Regions from separate parts of the Mus musculus genome. Here region 2 is linked to region 1. The links are chromatin contacts, called in public Hi-C maps. All regions are on one chromosome and are shown on one strand. Each heading gives the region's core, a stretch centred on a gene start, on an enhancer-like site or on the middle of the called end of the contact. The rest is flanking DNA. Distances are from core to core; before and after follow the strand shown. Region 1 overlaps Dync1i1 (dynein cytoplasmic 1 intermediate chain 1). Region 2 overlaps Slc25a13 (solute carrier family 25 (mitochondrial carrier, adenine nucleotide translocator), member 13).

Evidence for each region. A called contact is a pair of places that touch in the nucleus more often than the background predicts.
Region 2: a contact with region 1 is called in a Hi-C map of uterus, with 5 times the contacts expected there. The contact joins two enhancer-like sites. A contact is called at or near these places in 1 of 39 promoter capture datasets (hippocampal neurons), 20 of 484 Hi-C or Micro-C datasets (the 3T3-L1 cell line, embryonic fibroblasts, embryonic stem cells and 4 more) and 3 of 115 datasets of contacts at active chromatin or transcription factors (all in embryonic stem cells).

The regions. Positions count from the first base shown.
Region 1 is chr6:6,004,281-6,007,899 of GRCm38.p6, forward strand. Dync1i1 (dynein cytoplasmic 1 intermediate chain 1) reads left to right here. Exons shown (of 17, transcript NM_010063.4): 15 at 1,990-2,130. Among named protein-coding and RNA genes, the nearest start is that of 1700019G24Rik, 29 kb to the left of the region's middle. Within about 2 kb of position 1,566, at least 97 of the 459 cell types and tissues checked have an H3K27ac peak or open chromatin away from gene starts, as enhancers often do. A contact at or near this core is called in uterus, where this site is marked.
Region 2 is chr6:6,103,596-6,107,160 of GRCm38.p6, forward strand. All of the region lies in intron 11 of Slc25a13 (solute carrier family 25 (mitochondrial carrier, adenine nucleotide translocator), member 13), which reads right to left. Among named protein-coding and RNA genes, the nearest start is that of Slc25a13, 110 kb to the right of the region's middle. Within about 2 kb of position 1,741, at least 6 of the 459 cell types and tissues checked have an H3K27ac peak or open chromatin away from gene starts, as enhancers often do. A contact at or near this core is called in uterus, where this site is marked.

The DNA of each region.
Region 1 (3,619 bases), core at 316-2,815:
GTATAAAATCAAGAGTCTGTGGTGACATTCTTTTTTAAACAAAGAGTCAGATTGTAATATACACGATGGTCAGTGAGAAACACCAGCTATTTCGTACTTTCTTTTGGATAAATAAGGCAAAATGATACAATCATGCTATCAGGTAATAATTTGATACTTGGATTGTCTAAAAAAGTATGAATTATCTAATATAAACAATGAGAAGAAGGCATAAGCAGTAGCTGATAAACAAATAATTTTGGTTTCTAGTCATATGACAGAAATGAGATTTAAAACATGTTTATCTAGAAATTACAGAATAATAATATTACATCACTATAAAACAAATGTTTAGTTTGTTCCTTCTTGGTGTTTCAATGGTGGGTATTTTTTTCAAATTATATTTCCTCAGAAATACTTTTGAAGTTAAAAATATGACGCATCTATCTCTTTAAAAAACATCACACACAAACTCACACACACTCAAACACAAATACACACACACACACACACACTAGTTTATCTACAATCTGTGCTGCCCTAATCTATCTAAACTTTGTTTGCATCAAACCAGTTACTTTTACGCGTCAAGGAAATGCAAATAATGGAAGTTACAGTCACTCCCCTAACACGTCGGTGCATTCGGTTTCAGTTTAAGAACTGTGGGTTTGCACTGATTCTCGCCGCTCTAATCTCAGCCCATGTACTGTGGGCATCTCGCATTCACAAGCAGCACACATTGGCAGTTCTCGCTGATAACTTGGAGCGGATTCCCTACAGATGAGTTCTTTGAATATCCAAGGCAGAAAGGATTTGATTGTTACATTGTATGTTATCTTTTCTTGATCTTAAGGCCCTGGCCTGTGTAGACATTCCACAGAGCCTGAGAAGAGAGTGCAGACAGCTGACTGGAGGAAGAAGACAAAAATTCCCATTGTTTAGATTTCTGTCAGAGGATATAAGAATAGTTAATTTCTTTTATCTCTAGGGCTTTCATTATCATTTAAATTTCATTTTACATTAATTGATCAGGGATTAGTAAAGCCATTATGCAGAAATTAGAATAAGACAAGCCAGATGGAATGAATAATTCATAAAGTCCAATTACGTTTTATTTCTGGTGTACTTTCAAACTTGCCTCTGACTTCTGTGCTATTTTGATGTGACAATATTCGCTGGAAATCAAGTGTGCCATTTTAATTTATTATATCCCTCTGGAGTGGAGGCATTTGTATGCAGTGGAAAAATGCTCTGTGTTTCCCCTCAGAACATCAACTGTAGGGGTCTTGGAAATCCTTGGTGATTTAGAAAGGAAGTCATATTTTCTGTGTAAGTTCAGAGGTTCTAGAATGAGCCACATTGCTCCACTTGGTTCTGGCGAACTAACCCCATACAGGGAGGCTAAGGTCTTGAGTGGAGAGATTTCCACTTTTCTGTAAGAGCGCAAACCCGCATTTAAAGGTATTTGTCTCCTTCCCTCGCCGCACAAAAAGAGTTAAAATATGAATTTGGCCTGCAGTTGGACTGGAAGAAGCCATCGTTGCTGCAGCGACAAGGGAGGTCCACGAGGTGGCAGACGTTGCCTTCGGTGCAGAGCCAGGGTCGCCAGGGACCGCCCGGGCTTCGGAGCATGCCAGCAGGTCCAAGCCCCTCAGCCCACTGCTGGGTTCAGGCTCCCGCGACCTGCATGCACAGCTTGGCCTGGCAAGAATTCCGAGCTAATGGCAGTCGCGTCCACCTGTCTGGAATGTCGCTTACAACTGTGTCTGAAACCGCCTCGCTCCGCGGGTCCCGGCCCCGGCCCATTCAAAGTACACCCCACCCCCGGGGATTTATTTATGCCACTGGACAGTTGTAGTCACATTAAAGCTCCGGTTCACCTTCTCGAGGACTTTCATCTCGGGAAGTTTTATGACACTTGGTGAATGTGCAAAGTTTTTAATTAGGCTCTCTAGACAGCCCGAGGCGGCGGCAGCGCCACTAAGTCTTCACGGTCTCTCTGCTTTACAGCACAACAAGCCGCTCTACTCCTTTGAAGACAATGCAGACTATGTGTACGATGTCATGTGGTCCCCCGTGCATCCCGCGCTCTTTGCCTGCGTGGACGGGATGGGGCGCTTGGACCTCTGGAACCTCAACAGTGACACCGAGGTGAGCGACAGGCGCCCGGGCCCAGGGATGGGAAAGGGGGACCCGGGTCACTCTGCAGTCTGGTCCTTCGTGGGGGGGGGGGGAGCCTTTTGTGGACAGACCCTACAATTGCCTCTGGGTACAGTCCATTGCCCCCACTCTCAACCCCCAATTCTTGACTTCCCAGAAGGGAACCAACAGATGCATTGGCCAAAACTCCATGTCACTTCATCCCTAAACTGTACCAGATCTTAGACAGTTAACGACTCTGCCCCACACACATCTTTTCCCCCAACAGCACAAAGTGTGTTCACACTTTTCCCTAAGGGGAAGGACACATCGTGTTGAAATAACTTTATTGGCAGAGACTTGGAAAAGTAAGCTTTTGTGGGTGCTGTTTTTAGACTGGATTATTGAAATGAGGTTACTCTGTCAACGCTGGCTATTTGTACAATTTCTGTTTCGACTCCATTGAAGATGGTTCTCTACACTGCTTTCTGTTTAGTTCTACCATCCATTTGATTTATTGCTATGGAAATATTCCTTGTCTACAATATTGAACTCAAAGGCCATAGTGTCTAAGTTTATACATGTATGCAAAACTCAATTCGTCTTTAAAATGGGATTTTAACGTGTCACATTTAAAGTCATTCACAAGATAAAATAGGCATCTATTTAAAAAAAAAACAGTTGATAACAAAATGAATATTTTTGAGGATGTCATCTGCTTTGTTCCTCTTCTTTCAATCCCTCAAAAGTATCGAGGGCCTAACTCAGGGCCTTGGGAATGATGTTGTTGCCAGGGACCGTGTTACATGACTATTTTATGTCCTAAAATGGCCTCTGCATCATTTCTTGGTTTTTGGTTCCGGTACAAATACCCAGGTAAAGATTCCATGGGACAAGGTATATATATATGTCAAGTAAAGCAGGCCTTTTGAAGTTCTTGGCGCAGGAAGCCATTCAGCCTTTGTAATTAAGGATCCTAAGGCTGGAGGACATGAAGGAGAAGCACAGAAGGCTAGGACTTTTTGTGGGAGGGGACAGGGGAATTTCCTTTGGGTGGTGTTGTGTCTGGGTACCTATAAGTGCACAGTTACCTGTGACTATCACCAGACAAATGTGTTTCTATCGCGGCCATTTTTCCTTTTACCTCCAAGAACTATGGGAAAAGAAAGTTACGTAATGAACTATGTTTGAAAATGATCAGAAGGCACGAGTGAGATGCCCATCACTGAGATGTTTATAGCATCACTGCATTTAAGAGTAAGATGCTATTACCTTACCTTGTAATGCTTTCCCAAAGTCTTTCATCACTGTTGATTAAAATCATATTGCTTCTATTTGCTAGAAGAAACTCACTCAAAGCAAATTAAAAAAAAAAAAAACAAAAACAAAAACCTCTTTCCAGATTGACTCGGGAGTGTGCTATATCAGAAAGCAGGCCTGGCTGGGATGCTTCCATGACACCCGGCTCCAAAGTGTACAAAGGGATGTAGTGGCCCACAAC
Region 2 (3,565 bases), core at 491-2,990, 99 kb after region 1:
AAGCATTGTCTATTGCTTCTGACTCACACTGCCCCAGGCAGCAGGCTCCTCCACCTTCCCAAACACACTATCCTGTTTCAAAGACTCAGTCCCTTTCTCCACAGGCTCTCCGGCAGGGACTCTACAGTGGCTAGATTATGAGGCCAGGAAAGGGGAGCGAGAAGTAGTTGGGGTTTCCACACCTGTTTCCAGGGTCCCATGCTTTATTAGAAGTTTTGACCACAGTCTACACTATGGTTCAGCATTCTTTTGGGAGTCTGAGTATTAAAACATAAAAAGCAATGGCACCCATAAAGGTCTAGAAGAAAAAGCCGATCTTTTGATGGTTCTATTTTGTCTGGGGCTTCCCAGACTGTTACCAAGTGTCAAACACTCTTCTGTTCTCTAGTGACTTTCCAGATGCTGGCCAGGAAGTATCTAAACTATGAAGTTTCAACTGTTTCCATCTGAACAAGGGCAGCAGCTGCTCAAATACTACAGCTTCATTAGTTTAAACAAATTTGTCATTAAACTCTCCTCCAGGTTCCCAAAATTTGTCACCCTCCCAAGTTTGCTGAGCTCATCACTGCTCCTACCCAGGGCTCCCAGGCCTTCACCAACTTCTCACCATCCAGTGCGGGTCATCTCAGTGTGTGCTATAAGCTGCCTCTGCTCCCTAAGCTTTGGGGTGCCCAAGGTTTCTGCTCAGTCGTGGTTTCCCACAATCAATTATCTGTCCTCTGAGTTCTAGAGTTTAACATCACACATGAAAAGGTGAAGAAACAGGGCAGGGAGATTCGACTCAAGGTAGCCCATTCTGCACAAAATGGACGTTCTGCTGGACCAGAGTGGACCCACAGCTCAAGGCGGTCACAGAGGAACTGTGATGTCTTCAAATACGCACGTGCTATTAAATGATGCCAGTAAGAGTTATGAAAAAATGCCAATGGTTTTATTTTTAGCTTGAAGATTTCTGGGTTCATTTTTATCCACAAGAGCTAAGTATGAAGGAGGGTTCTCATGAGAACCTCATGGAATCTAGATTCAGCCATACACTATAGCAAGAGTCATGGTTTAAACCAACTAGCTGGCCCCCAACTTTCTTCTAGAACATACACAGATCAATGGCTTCCTGAAATATCAACCCATCATCCTCTAGATGTCACCTTAAGAACATGCCAGGATAGAGGATAACTGCTTTGAACCACAAAAAAAAAAAAAAAAAAAAAAAAAAAAATCCTGAAATAAATAATCCTGAAATTTTGCATGCAGGATTCAACAGGCTGACTGGAAAATGTTTTATATTTTGTGGACATTAATTTTCATTTTATTATTTATTTGTCAATAAATAGTTAGCCCAATTAAGGTATGGCTCATAAAATTTATCTAATTTGCTTTTTTGGAATGTTTCTTCTTCTTCTTCTTCTTCTTCTTTTTTTTTTTTTTTTTTTTTTTTTTTTTTTTTTTTTTTTTATTTCAAAAACAGATTTTCGGAATCTCCTGCCAATCAATAGAAACAGAAATCCTTTAAGAAATGTTTGTGATGTACTCTGCTTTCTCTTGAATATATTCGCTGTCTTGAAAGTTCTCCCCATGGCTGAGGCCCCTCAGGTTACCACCTGGGCACTGCAGAAGAGAGGAGGGCGCTGTAAGTCCAGGAGCAGCAATTAGCTGTTTCTGGAACGTTAAGAACACTTGCTTATGGATGACTACCCAGCAATTGTTTCTCTCCGACCAGCTCAGACTCTGCAGGCCAATGAGCTACTTGACTTACTCAAGCAGTCCCCTCAAATCAAGGGACCTGTCAGGGAATTCATTCAAGTCTCAAACACCTTTGAGTGAGTTAAATCGGCCTGGAAACCGGGGAGGAAACAAAGATTTTTAGAGTGACTTTGGGGAATCCTGGATTATCTACTTAGCCTAAGGGTGACATGTTCAAAATTTACAAAAATACCTGAGTCATTTTCTTGTAAAGAAAGCCACCTGCCCTACAGAGGGGTTTGAGGTCAGAGTCCTGGAACTCCTAAGGGGATCTTTTCCAGCAACCGAGAGTTGTGTAAAAAACCCACAGTGGTCCTAGGGATGGAGCTACAGGACCCTACACTGGGCACAAAGAATGAGTGCTCACGAGCTCACAACATTAGATTTCTCAACTCTCAAAAGCACTCCACTGAACTCCATCGCTGGCACTCAGCCTTCCTGGTGACCATGGGCAGTGACTCTGATGTGTGTTCTGACTACCGCCTGGTAACATGCCACACTCTGTACAGATGCCACCAGTCGAAGAAGAAAAAGCCAATGAGTCCTAAAGCACTGCTTGTTCCCTCTGGTTCGAATGGGAACTACTTCTAAATAAAAGACACCTTGCCGTGTTCTTGATGTCGGAGATGTAGCAGGGAGGCATTTAGCGTGGCATAAAAACACAAGGTGAAGAAATGCCTCCTTTGACAGCGCTTGCCACCGTCAAAGTAGCAAACATCGCAGTGTGGGAGAGCATTTGCAGAGATAGTTTCGAATAGGCGAGAAACCTTATTTGTACCAAATTTTCAAATTATCCTATTTAGAAAATATAATGGAGAAATTTTTTATCTCATGCAAATTCTAAAATGTGAGAGAATGCCCAATATTTTATAGCTCCTTTATGAATCAGATATACTCCAGTATTTCAACTACTGACAGTAGAGTACTACAGCAGTGAGTTTATATTCTCTAAGTCTAAACTTGATCACTGTCCTCTATAATTATGAAACTTCAAAAGCCAATTACCTTACCTTTAAAGAAAAATGCAAATAGAACTGCTTAAGGCTTTGCTTTATATATATAATAATGACTTTGCATATAAAGGCCGAGTCTCAGAAATACTTGTCTTTTTATCCCAATTGCTTTCCTTTTTAATAGTGAGCATTTCCTCTGGGTTACCTCCAGTATCACTGGTCTCTCTCTGATCCAATGACACACATTTACAATCACTCAATGATTGTGTACAGTGAACTCAAGAGTTCCCTTAGTCCCTTGGCAATCCAGAAAAGGAATAAGGCATTTTCAGGGCATACTGTCTTCCATCTAACTATATAAATGTCTATCATCTCTTTGCTTATGAACTAAAATAAAGACAGGAACTAAACAAGAGTCTTATTGCAGTCACCTTTTTCTTTTAAAATCCACCCTCTCGCAAAGATAAGCGGCAGGAAGAAGAAAACATAGGTGAGTCCCAATGCTAATCTTTGTATATTCCCATTCTATTTATCCCCACGACAGACAGCTTCAACCCCTGCCCTGAGGGTTCTCACAGCCGAAGCAGGTTGGATAAATGGCTATTTATGAAGCTGGAAACAGGTGAGAGCTATCTCTTGGTACCTGAAATGAGCTCTTTCTCTACACCTGCTCAGTCTGTGGTCTGGAAGTGAAAAGGAGCATGTCTCTTCTCTACCCATCCCCAGCTCCATCCTGAAGGGGAATGAACTGCTCTTTACAGCCCAGTCAGTCATTCAACACGAGGACCCCAGGAGCTCCTCTGTCCACGGGGTCAAAAGGTGAGGTCACACAGAAAGACCTAGATATAACCAGGAATCAGAACCTGCCAGGT